Linked DNA regions of Sus scrofa: region 1 is linked to region 2. A link is a contact called in public Hi-C data. All regions are on one chromosome and are shown on one strand. The core of a region is the stretch at or near the end of the contact, and the rest is flanking DNA. Distances in the headings are between cores, read along the strand shown. Region 1 has its middle 180 kb from the start of GADD45G. Region 2 has its middle 28 kb from the start of GADD45G.

What was found. A called contact is a pair of places that touch in the nucleus more often than the background predicts.
Region 1: a Hi-C map of liver shows a contact between it and region 2, with 9 times the contacts expected there. The contact joins two enhancer-like sites. A contact is called at or near these places in 2 of 47 Hi-C or Micro-C datasets (both in liver) and 1 of 2 datasets of contacts at active chromatin or transcription factors (skeletal muscle).

Annotation. Positions count from the first base shown.
Region 1 is chr14:1,341,653-1,348,270 of Sscrofa11.1, reverse strand. No RefSeq gene overlaps it. Among named protein-coding and RNA genes, the nearest start is that of GADD45G, 180 kb to the right of the region's middle. Within about 2 kb of position 3,255, at least 1 of the 83 cell types and tissues checked has an H3K27ac peak or open chromatin away from gene starts, as enhancers often do. A contact at or near this core is called in liver, where this site is marked.
Region 2 is chr14:1,190,998-1,196,978 of Sscrofa11.1, reverse strand. No RefSeq gene overlaps it. Among named protein-coding and RNA genes, the nearest start is that of GADD45G, 28 kb to the right of the region's middle. Within about 2 kb of position 1,433, at least 3 of the 83 cell types and tissues checked have an H3K27ac peak or open chromatin away from gene starts, as enhancers often do. A contact at or near this core is called in liver, where this site is marked.

The sequences.
Region 1 (6,618 bases), core at 2,006-4,505, 150 kb before region 2:
CAAAAGACCTGAATAGACATTTCTCCAAAGAAGATATACACAGGGCCAACAAGCACATGAAAAAATGCTCAACATCCCTGATTATTAGCTAAATGCAAACCAAAACTACTATGAGATATCACCTCACACAGTCAGAATGGCTATCATTAATAAGTCCACAAATAACAAATGCCGGAGAAGGTGTGGAGAAAAGGGAACCCTCCTACACTGTTGGTAGGTATGTAAATTGGTACAACCACTATGGAAAACAATATAGAGGTACCTCAGAAAACTGAATATAGAACTACCATATGATCCAGTAATCCAACTCCTGGGCATATATCTGGACCAAACTTTCCTTGAAAAATACACATGTACCCATATGTTCATTGCAGCACTGTTCACAATAGCCAAGATGTGGAAACAACCTAAATATCCATCAACAGATGAATGGATTAAGAGGTGGTATATATACACAATGGAATATTACTCAGCCATATAAAAGAACAAAATAATGTCATTTGCAGCAACATGGATGGAACTAGATACTCTCAGACTAAATGAAGTAAGGCAGAAAGGGAAAGACAAATACTATATGGTATCTCTTAAATCTGGAATCTAATATATGGCACAAATGAAAATTTCCTGAGAAAAGAAAATTATGGACTTGGAGAACAGACTTGTGGTTGCCAAGGGGAAGAGAGTAGGGCAGACTGGGAGTAGATGCAAACTATTGCCTTTGGAATGAATGAGCAATGAGATCCTGCTGTATAGCACTGGGAACCATATCTAGTCACTTAAAATGGAGCATGATGGTGGATAATGTGAGAAAAAAGAATGTATACATGTATGTGTGACTGGGCCACCTTGCTGTACAGTAGAAAATTGACAGAATAGTGTAAACCAGCTATAACGAAAAAAATCAGTTTAAAAAAAAAAAAAGCAAAGAAAGAAACTCACCACCAAATCAATCACACTGAGAACTATTTGGTTCCCTTCCCCAGTGTGCCTGCTACTATTTGCTCTCCAGAATCTTCAGATCGCTGCTCTGTGCATCCTGTCCAGTGTTTTGGTTTCATCCAGTGGGAAAGAAGGAGTGACATGAGCTTCTTCCATCTTACCTGGAACCAGAACTATCCTATGGCCAACTTTGGCCTGAAAGTTTTGAAAGTACTAATATGAGAAAAGACCTGAGAGAAAATATATCGTGTTCTTCATGCAAATGATCAAAAGCAAGAAACAAAAAACCAACCAAAAAAAACCCACTTTTCATAATACTATTTCAACACCACAGAATCATATATGGAATATTAGAGCTGAAAGGAATTCATCTTCACCCAATTTGCCTCTCATCAGTTGTTTTTCTCCCTGCCTTCTCGGCTAGGATGTGCTTGGTGTGTGAGTGTGTGTGTGTGTAATCTACATCTTACTGAAAAACAGGATTAGCAGATGTACAAAACAAATCCTGGTAAATTTTAGCCAGCGTGTGCTGGATTTTGGATTCTCGATCCCTGTAGTTTTTATTATTAATGAGATTTATTCTTATCTAGAATGGCACAAGCTTAAAATCTCCACCCTCTGGACCATCTTCATCGCAGCAACACCCTTCATACCCACCCAGGCACGAATGTGTTTTATTCTGTTGCAGAAATGGCGAATAATGCCATCTCTTCTCCCCACCCCACTGCTGTATCAGCTTCTCGGCTAGTATTCCACCTTCCAGCTTTCCTCCTTCCACGTTATCCACGTGGTCATCAATGTCCTATCTGTGACGAAAATATAATCATGCATTAAAAGTCCTCTGATTATAACTCTCACTTGCTTCTAAATCTTAGAAATAGTTATACCCCCTTTTAAAGAAAAAATAATGACCTTGCATCTTTAGCATTGTCTCAGATCATATCAGATAATTTTTTTTCTTTTTTCATCCAAGGCACATTGAAGTTCCCGGGCCACGGATCAAATCAAAGTTGCAGCTGCAACCTAAGCCATAGCTGCAGCAATATTCAATCCCTAGGCCACTGCACCACAGCAGGAACTCCTCCAATCATATCACTATTTCTATTATTCTTATTTTTTGTATTGAAATATGTGCCAACAAAAAATTATGTGTAAGAACACTATTCTTATACTCTTATTTAACTATAAAACAAACCCAACTTCATATTAGTACAAATAAAACTATAAAATTAACATCACGGTAAAATTGTATATTTAATATGAATGATGTTGTAATAATATGAATTATTGTAACTGACTGATGATAGGGAGAGAAACATAGTCTTGTGTTCAATTGTCTATTTATTTATCATTTTTAAATCCACATTTAAATATATTAAAGAGTAATAAGCATCTTGATTTTGTTTATTAGTTCAGCATAATCTTACAGCTAACCAAAAAATGCCAGCAAGGCTCAAAAGTCACTTTTGATCAAATGTCTCTGCATAAATTAGTCACATTGTCTTGTTCACTTGAAAATACAACAGTCATTTTTCTATTACGTAAATATATGTTAGATTTCTAGTAGAAATAATTCTGCAAGGAGAACAGAAAAACTTTCCAATAGTTACTCCAACATTTACTGCAAATAAATTGTTATGACACAACAGGTAATAGGACAGGCCGTGCAAAGAACATCCATTCCCAATGTGACTATGGTTTTGACAAACAGAGTCCACATTCCTTTGATGTTGACAAGTTGATACTCCCTGGTTTGGTGTGAAGACTTGGCCTTCATTCACCTGTTCTCCATCCAAACTCCTATGAAACTTTCATGACCTCCTTCTGATGTACTTTGACCTGAAAGCTATCCGCCACCCAAAAGGTCAGTGGCACAAGTTCTAGTGAGTGTGATCTGAGTCAAGTCCATCCACGTGAGCTCTCCAAATGATCCAGAACAGACCTGTGATATTTTATTTTTAAATATCACCAATGTTAAAAACCAAAAAGTGCTCATGGATTTCCGAGAACAGGTCCACAGGCCTCTAATATTTGGCCAAGCTCAGTTGAGAAATACAGATTTACAGGATAAATTCTAGACGCTTGAGTGTGGTGCCTATGACCCACCTCAAATCAGGCCTCATTGTCCACTGCTGTTCTCATCTCCTACATCTTCCTGAGTGCCCTCGAGCTTCTAACACATGGCCTTTGTGCCGGCCACCAAATGCCAGTTCCTTTATGGATGTTCTTTTATTTAAATGTTCATCACCTCCTTTGCCCAAACACATCCACTGGCCCACTGAAATGCCACCAGCTCTGTGGCACTTTCCTATCTCTCTCCGCAGAACTGGTTATTCCACCTTGATGCCCAAGTTGCCCTCTGAACATCCAGCACTGGGTCCTGTGCCAATATCATCACCGGTTGTTCTTCCCTCCAGGATGCCTGCTGTTTCAAAGATGAGGTTGGATCGTGCTCAGTTTTTATTTTCACAGTGCTCGGTAAGGTCCCAAGGAATAGTAGAAAATATATAAAAATATGATAAATGGGGGAGGGGGAGAATGAGTACATGAGTACATGAAAGTTCTGGAATTGGAGTACACAACTGGAGGTTTGAGATCCAGATTACATTTCCGAGTTGTTAGGACGTTAGGCAAGTTTCTCTACATAGATGTGGACGTCAGCTGCAAAAATGACAATGGCAACATTTGACTTACCAACGTCACAGTGTTACTGCAAGATGCAAGATCAACTTGAACTAGGGCACTTGAAAGCATTTCTAAAACTAACTATAAAATGCAACAAAACAATTTGCAACTTTTTTCCAAATTGGATTAGATAATTTTCCAGCTACAAGTCCTCATCCATCTATAGCATCGTATTGGTGTACTTCCATATTGTCATGTTTTATGCATGACACAAATAATTTTTTTAATTTTCAGTTGGTATCATTTTATTTTTTTCAGTTGGTATCATTTTAGGTAAGACCCAGAACACCCATAGCCACATGGTGCTAAGTTCAAGAAGTACTCTGTCCACAGATAATGGAGTGAAAGCAGTGGTATCAACTGAGAGATCAGTTTGTGAATAGAGGTTGTTGGACTCAGATCTGACTTTCAAATCTAGCTCTGCCATGTTTTATTTGTACAGCTTTGGACAGAGTTAATTTCCCTGGGCCTTGGCTTTCTCATTTGTATCAACTCCAGTGGACTACTGGGACAATTACACAATAGACAATCTATTCTATTTCTTTTTTTTTGGCTTTTTGTCTTTTGAGGGTTGAACCTGCAGCATATGGAAGTTCCCAGGCTAGGGGTCTGTAGCTGTAGCTGCCAGCCTATGCCAGAGGCACAGCAACTCGGGATCCAAGCCTCGTCTGCAACCTACACCACAGCTCAAGGCAACGCCGGTCCTTTAACCCACTGAGAAATGCCAGGGATCGAACCCGAATCCTCATGGATGTTAGTCAGGTTCATTAACCACTGAGCCACGATGGGAAATCCCTTTTTATTTATTTATTTGTCTTTATAAATATTTATTTACTTTATTTATTTATTGTCTTTTCTATTTCATTTAGATTATGTATAAAATATAGGAGGATATAATATAGGGACCTGTCTGTTAGAACAACTATGAAAAGCCAGTGAGAGGAGGAAAGACCCCCAAGGGACAAGTTTCTACAGGTTTGTGTCAACTGAAAAAAAAAAAAGTACAACCTAGAATTTGAGAACTATGTTTTATTCAGCGGACAAAACCTAAGCCCAGGAGGCAGCCTCTAGCTCTGTGGGACTGCTCCAAAGAGGAAAGGGAGAAGCGAAGATACATAAGTGTTTTTGCCACAAAGACCAGCTAGTCAGAATATCAAAAGATTACAGTTAATTAAAGAAAATCAGGTATCTCAAGTTAATGAATTTAGCGCTTTTCTCTCTATGGGAAAATGCAAGAGTCTGGGCTCATTGCAATCATTCCTTTGATATGCATCTCAGCTGTCTGAAGCCAGTATCCTCAGCTTTCCCATTCTGAGTCCCCTCAGGGCACATCCTTGGGGGAGGTTGCAGAGGCTGAGGGCTCCTTGGCAGGTATCCTGTTTTCTATCCAGAGGTTCCCCAAGGCTGGGGGTTGGGGGGCGCAGCTGTAGTATGATGGCTTAATGGCTACAACATCCTTTGTTTGCTGATATGACAGGCGGCATTTCTTTTACTCTAAGCTGTCGGGAGCATTGTGTTGGTTGAACCCAAGCCTTCTGCCTCACTAAGAGCCAAGCTAAAGGTAAGGGTTGGATATCTCTAAATAATAGGAGAAATCTTAAGAAATAGCTTTTGTGGAGGAGTTCCTGTCATGGCTCAGCAGAAATGAATCTGACTAGCATCTATGAGGACGCAGTTTCCATCCCTGACTTCAATCAGTGGGTTAAGGATCTGGCGTTGCTATGAGCTGCGGTGTAGGTTGCAGACATGGCTCAAATCTGGCATTGCTGTGGGTGTGGCGCAGGCCAGAGTCTACAGCTCCAATTAGACCCCTAGCCTGGGAACATCCATATGCCGATGGAGCAGCCCTAAAAAGACAAATAAAAAAAAGTGAAAAAAATAAAAATTTTAAAAATAGCTTTTGTGAAGATGAAGAGAAGAGAAAGCATTGCTAACATGTAAGAGGAATTCTTCATGGAGAAACAGAAGGGGTTTTTGTGTTGTTTGGGGTTTTTTGTTTGTTTTTCTGTTTTTACAGCCACACCCATGGCATATGGAAGTTCCTGGGTTGGTGATAGAATTAGAGCTGCAGCTGCTAGCCTATGCCACAGTCAGGGCAGCGCTGGGTCTGAGATGCATCTGAGACCTATGATGCAGCTTTCGGCAATGCCAGATCCTTAACCCACTGAGTGAAGCAAGAGATAGAACATGTATCCTCACAGACACTATGTCAGGTTCTTAACCTGCTGAGTCACAATGGGAACTCCAAGAAACAGAGGTACTTAACAGCTTTCTTTAAGAAATTTGATACTGGGGGTTCCTGTTTTGGTGCAATGGAAAGGAATCCAGCTAGTATTCATGAGGAGGGGTGTTTGATCCTGGCATTGCTCAGTGGGTGTAGGTCACAGACACAGCTCGGATCTAGCGTTGCTGTGGCTGTGGTGTAGGCCGGCAGCTGTAGCTCCGATTTGACCCCTAGCCTGGGAATCTCCATATGCCACAGGTGCAGCCCTAAAAAGAAGGAAGGAAGGAAAGACAGAAAGAAAGAAAGAGGGAGAGAGAGAGAAAGAAAGAAAGAAAGAAAGAAAGAAAGAAAGAAAGAAAGAAAGAAAGAAAGAAAGAAAGAAAGAGAGAGAGAGAGAGAAAGAAAGAAAGAAAGAGAGAAAGAAAGAGAGAGAGAAAGAAGGAAGGACAGAAAGAAAGAGAGAGAGACAGAAAGAAAGAAAGAAAGAAAGAAAGAGAGAGAGAGAGAGAGAGAGAGAGAAAGAAAGAAAGAAAGAAAGAAAGAAAGAAAGAAAGAAAGAAAGAAAGAAAGAAAGAAAGAAAGAAAGAGAAAGAAAGAAAATTTGTTACTGATGTCCCATAACTCTTTCCCTGGTCTTCCCAGAAGCGTTAGTGAAAATCTGTCGCCCCTTATTCTAAGGTTGCAATCGGGGAAACTGATCATAGGAACTCATCACCAGGAATCAGGCTCCCTCGTGCACACAAAGCCCAAGGCCTGAGACCAATCTGGCT
Region 2 (5,981 bases), core at 184-2,683:
CTTTTGTTTTTTGTTTGTTTGTTTGTTTTTGCTTTTTAGGCCCGCACCTGCAGCATATGGAGGTTCCCAAGCTAGGGGTCTAATTGGAGCTACAGCTGCTGGTCTACGCCACAGCCACAGCAACACCAGATCTGAGCAGCATCTTCAACCTACACCACAGCTCATGGCAACACCAGATCCTTAACCCAGTGAATGAGGCCAGGGATTGAACCCACAACCTCATGGTTCCTAATCGGATTGGTTTCCGCTGTGCCACGACGGGAACTCCTACACCTGCTCTTATATCCCCAGAGTGCAGATGGGAAAACTGAGGCACAGAGAAGTGGCATAGCTTGCTCCAGGCTGATGATGGAGGCCTGGCTCGAGAACCTGCTCCCTGTGTGCCCCCCAGCCCCTCAGCCCACCTCTGCCAGGACCACAATGTCATCTCTGGCAAATCAGTGGGCTCTTGGGGCCTGGGCTTCACAGCTTGAGGATGAAATGCTGGGCAAGGTGAGCCAGGCTCCTGCAGCTTCAACTCGCATTTGATTCGATCACCAGACATTTGCCCCAGACACGACCCTTGTTCTGAACAAGACAAGATCCTGCCCTCAGGGTCTGCCTTCTAATGGAGGGGGGTGCAGCAAGAAAGAGAACCGTCTCTTTCAGGAAGGAAGCAGCAGGTGCCACGGAATGTGGATAGCGACAAGCTGCCAGGAAAAGAGGAGGCAGAGGGCCCAGGACAAGCAGCCAGTCTCATGGGAGCTGGAGTTGCTGAGAACCTGAGATGTGAGCCAGGAGGGGAAGGCTCCATGGGATCTGGCTCAGTGGGCTGGGGCCAGGGGTGGGGGCGGAGCAGAGGGAGGAGCATCAATCAGCCCCTGGAGGCCGGCCCTCAGCTCAGGTGCTCTGACGTCACAGCAGCCCCAGGCAGGTTTCTGTGGGTCACCCAAGGGTGGCTTAGGCTCAGACAGCAAAGTACTGGCCACGGGATGAGGGGACACAAAGGGAAGCCGCGCCTGAATGTGGGGACTATGAAGCACAAAATGCAAGAAGCCCCAGCCTGCAATAGGGAGGGGCAGAAGCGGAAAACTGGGGACTGCTTGTCCCCGCAACAGCACCAAAGCAAACATGCTTGGAACGCAGGAGCAGATGTTTAAACTGCGTGGGTGCTGAGTCTTGTCCTCTACCCTGTGAGGTTTCCAGCTTAGCAGAGGTGCGATTGCAATCTAGTTCAGCCCTCCTGAGTGACCTGAGAGAGGACAGAGGCAGCGACAGACCAGGGCCAAGGGCTGCAGGGGCCTGTGTCGGCAGGTGCACATGGAGAGAGAGGCTCCACGTGACGGCTGAGCTGGGAGAGGACAAGGCCGACTCAGGGCTCTGGGTCAGGGCATGGTCACAACCGGGTCCCCTTGGGATCCAGAGCGGAGTGGCTTGGCACTTTCAGAACAGCACACAGGTGGTGTGTTCAGGTTCATGTTTACTTAGCCATGCTGCTGATGGCTTGAGGATTAGCCCACAGTGTCCTGTAGGACAAATGGCTCAACTTCCAAGGCCTCTCCTTGTACTGAGGCCACAGTACAACAGAGGCCACAGACCCTGTGTCACAACAGCAAAAGCACTGATATCCACCCAAACAGACCATCCCTGATGGCCAGGCTCCTCACTCAGAGGAAGGGGAGGAAGCCCTGGCGGTCTCAGGGGCCTCCCAGCCATCTGGTGACATAGGCCCTGGAGGCCCCTATCCACTTAAGACAGGGGTCAGCCACAAGGTACAGCAGAGCCCAAAAAAGAGAGCGAGTAATATCTGCAAACGCAGAACTGGCTTCAAGTTTCTTAGTGCTCGGGTAAAGTTTGGGGCGCTTTTTTTTTTTTTTGTGGCCACCCCACGGTATACAGCATTTATAAGCCTGGGATCGGGTCTGACCTGAGCCACAGATGCAATAATATTGGCTCCTTTTAACCCACTGTGCCAGGCTGGGGATCGAACCTGTGTCCCAGCGCTCCAAAGACAATGCCAATCCTATTGTGCCACAGTGGGAACTCCTCAAGGAAAGTATTTTTAAGGTATTTTTAAATGCTGGGGAAAAGGCCCTCATTTCCCTTAATGAATGGGATCTGGTACAATCTGAGGATTAAAACAAAAATCTGTCTCAGAGTTCCCACTGTGGTGCAGCAGAAACAAATCCGACTAGGAACCATGAGGTTGTGGGTTCCATCCCTGAACTCACTCAGTGGGTTAATGATCCAGCGTTGCTGTGATCTGTGGTGTAGCCAGCAGGCGAGGCTCAGATCTGTCGTTGCTGTGGCTGTGGTGTAGGCTCGCAGCTGTAGCTCCGATTAGACCCCTGGCATGGGAATCTCCATATGCTGCAGGTGCGGCCCTAAAAAACAAACAAACAAAAAAAAATCAGTCTCATGGATTTACTTAGATAAAGGGAGCTAATCAGTGGAAAACTAGCAGCCAGATAGCTAGCTGACCAGAAGGAGAAGACGGCCCCTACCTCCAAAAAGCCCACTGATGCCACGAGCCCTGAGGCTGCCCACGTGACCAGGTCTCTACCCAGGGAGCCAGGAGCCCTCCTCAGCCTCCAAAATGAGGTCCTCTCCCCAGGGTATGTGGGCCCCCAGCCCTGGGCGCAGGGAGGGTTTTGCATGTGTCATGCAGTGATGAAAGACCGTGGGGATTCAACACTGGCAAAGTCACTGGCAGAAAGTCCAGCATGACTTTGCCAGCTTCAAGGAGGGATTGGACCCCCATAAAACAATGAGTGCTGGCTGAAAACTGCGGGAACTTGGAAGGAATCTATCAGCGTCCTGATGTTTGTATTTCTTTCATTCTTGTTCTAAAATCTACACCAAGGTGTTCCCACCGTGGTGCAATGGGTTAAGAATCCAACTGCAGTGGCTCAGGTTGCTGTGGAGATATGGTTTTGATCCCTGCCCAGCGCAGTGGGTTAAGGATCTGGTATTACCACAGCTGTGGCACAGGTCTCAGGTGGATTTGATCCTTGGCACAGGAACTTCCATAGGCCACGTGTATGGCCAAAAAAAGTAAAACCAATGCCAATTGGTATCTAAGGTCATCAGAGATGAATTCGTTGTTGATTTTAAAGAAGGACTCCCAGGGAGTTCCTGTTGTGGCTCAGCAGAAACAAACCCAACTGGTATCCTTGAGGATACAGATTCAATCCCTGGCCTGGCTCAGTGGGTTAAGGGTCTGGTGTTTCAGTGACTGTGACATAGGCCACAGTAGCTCTTATTGGACCCCTAGCCTGGAAACTTCCAGATGCCTCAGGTACGGCCCTAATAAACATAAATAAATAATAAATACAGGAGGAGCCCAGGAAGCGGGGCAGGCCTGCTGGGTTTCTCCAAGTTGATGAGTCAGAGAAAATCTGCATGGACCCTTGGCCGAGTGTTCGGGGAGCACCACACATCTCTGAGCAGTCTGTTCCCACTCCAGTAAGAGAGCACAGCTAGTGGGAGGACAGTTCAGGCCGAGCACAGACCCAAGTCTATAAGTTGATGGCGAGTGAGATGGTTAAACGATCACCCTTGTTTGTCCTCAGAAGAGCCTCTGGACAGAGAATGGCCAACATCAGCATCCCAGCCATGACCAGCCTTCAGAACTTCTCTGGACATGCCGGTCAGCACCTCTGATGGCACTGAGAAGGGATACAGGCCATGGCTTGGACCCTGAAATGCTTGGCACTGATGAAAATCCCAGAACCTTCCTGACAGTGGTCCTTAAAGACACTGCGCATAAAGACTAGATCCCTCCAAGCCCCAGGGAGCCCTGGGCTGGCCTCAGAGCAAAATCTTTGCATGGATCCTCCATCAGCCGAGCTTACCTGAAGGCATAAGAGGGGATGGGCAGGTGAGGCAGGAAGGGAGGAAGCCAGTGAGGGACATGTTGTCCAGCAAGTCACATTGCGGGCAGCTAGACGTCATTCTGCTGGGAACTCTGGGGGATCACATAGATGCCACCTCCGAGTTATTCATGCAGGAGTCCGGAAGTATCCACTAACACCGTGCTCCCATTGACTGCAGGCTGTGCTTAAGGCCAGGGATGCCCAGCTCAGCCGCCCAGCTCAATGCTTCTGCTGGAGAGAGGGAGCCCACAGGCCGCAGGTGCATGTGGGGAAAGCACAGGTGCACAGGTGGGCCTGCCTGAACCACATGCACCCACATCAACCTGCAGCCTGCTGTTTTCCCACCTTGCAATGGGCTCAGCGCTGCTCCTCATGCACGAGCCCTTATGGCATAAAGGACTTAAGCCCCACCACTGGGAGTGCTGCCCACAGGGCTGCCCCCACTGAAGCAAGCTGTCCTGCCTCTTCCCAGGCAGCCTGATCCCCCTTGTCAGGAGGGCTCAGCTGTGGCCTTAGTGGGCTTGCATTGAGTCTCCCACATCCCTCTTGGCCCCTGCTCCCTTCTGCCGTATTAATCCCAAGAGCACCCCAGGAATCTCCTCCAGGAAGCATGTTTCCCCGGGGATGGGACTTATGTTGTGTCCTTCATGCAGAGTATTTTTCAAGCATTTTACTGCTTATGATCTCTGATAAGCCCTGGCCCTTGAACCCACCCACCCCCCCCCACCTTCCCCCAGCCCTTACTGAGGCAGAAGTTTACAAAAAACCTTCTTTAGTGAAGCATCACACAGGATCAACATGGACTAAATTCTCAAGCTTTGCTGGTGTCCTGCCTGCCAGTCCTGAAAGGCTTTAACAGAAAACATTCCACATTTTATAAAACAGAAAAAAATGTCCCTTGCTATGAGCTGCTGCTAAGTATATGACACGATGGATGTCAGCCAGGTAAGCTCAGGGGAACAACCAAGAGCACTGTGAAGCCTCCGTTGAGTTGGGGCCTTTGAAACTCTGCACACTCTGTGTGGTTTCCATGCTTGGCTCCGTAAAGGCTTTACAAGCAAATGCTAAGGCTGTTACTTATAAACCAGAGCGCCCATTCTGAACAAACAAGGAGTCCAGAGTGTCTGAGACCCACACTAGACATTCTCATTCTCAGATTCCTGGGGGCCTTTCAAGGCACTGGACAAGAACCTGCTGGGGAGACATCCTGAGATCTCAGTAAGTCCCCAAGCCAGGGAAGTTCCTGCTATGGCACAGCAGGAAATGAATCCGACTAGTATCCATGAGGATGCAGGTTCGATCCCTGGTCTCACTCAGTGGGTCGGGGATCTGGCATTGCCATGAGCTGTGCTGTAGGTCACAGACGTGGCTCAGACCCCACTTTGCAGTGGCTATGGTGTAGGCCAGCAGCTGTAGCATTGGGAATTTCCATGTGCCATGGCTGTGGCACTAAAAACAAACAAACAAAATAACAACAACAAAGAAACCTCCACATTATAAGAGTCTTCTTTGCAAAGTATAGACAAAAAAAAAAAAAAAAATCCCCAAGGCACTGGCTGCCCAGCCTGGCAGCTTCTCACTTGCGCTGCAAGATTCTGGCACGTTAACTGTGTCCCAGTCCCTTCTGGAGGGCAGAGACCGAGGGCGCCACCCCCCAGCCATGATGCAGAGCCATCAGGTGCCCAGGTTGAAGGCTGCCATGTTGGGTGGCATGTGGCCAACAGCAACTCAGAGAAATCGAATCTCATTCCCTTACTGCCAGCACTTCTGCGGGGTTGGTAATGAACCTTCCCTGTGAGTTCTAGATTCGATATCCTGCTTATTTTGAAAGGAAAAGAGAAGGATCTACGGGTCCTGTTATGTTGGGGACCACCTGCCCCCAGTGCTGTAATTGTGTGATTCTTATTCATCCAGTTAAGATGAATATTCCCCAACATTACAAAGATGTTAATATTTACAGATATTTAGAGGGGGAAAGGCAGCTACAAGGGACTATTCACATGACCAGCATTCCCTCGGATGCCAGTAACGACCACATACAGCCTGGCATCACCCAAAGGCCCAGGACTGAGGCTCCGGTCCCAAAACCAGGAGACACGGGGGCCAGGGAGGAAGTGCCACTGCACA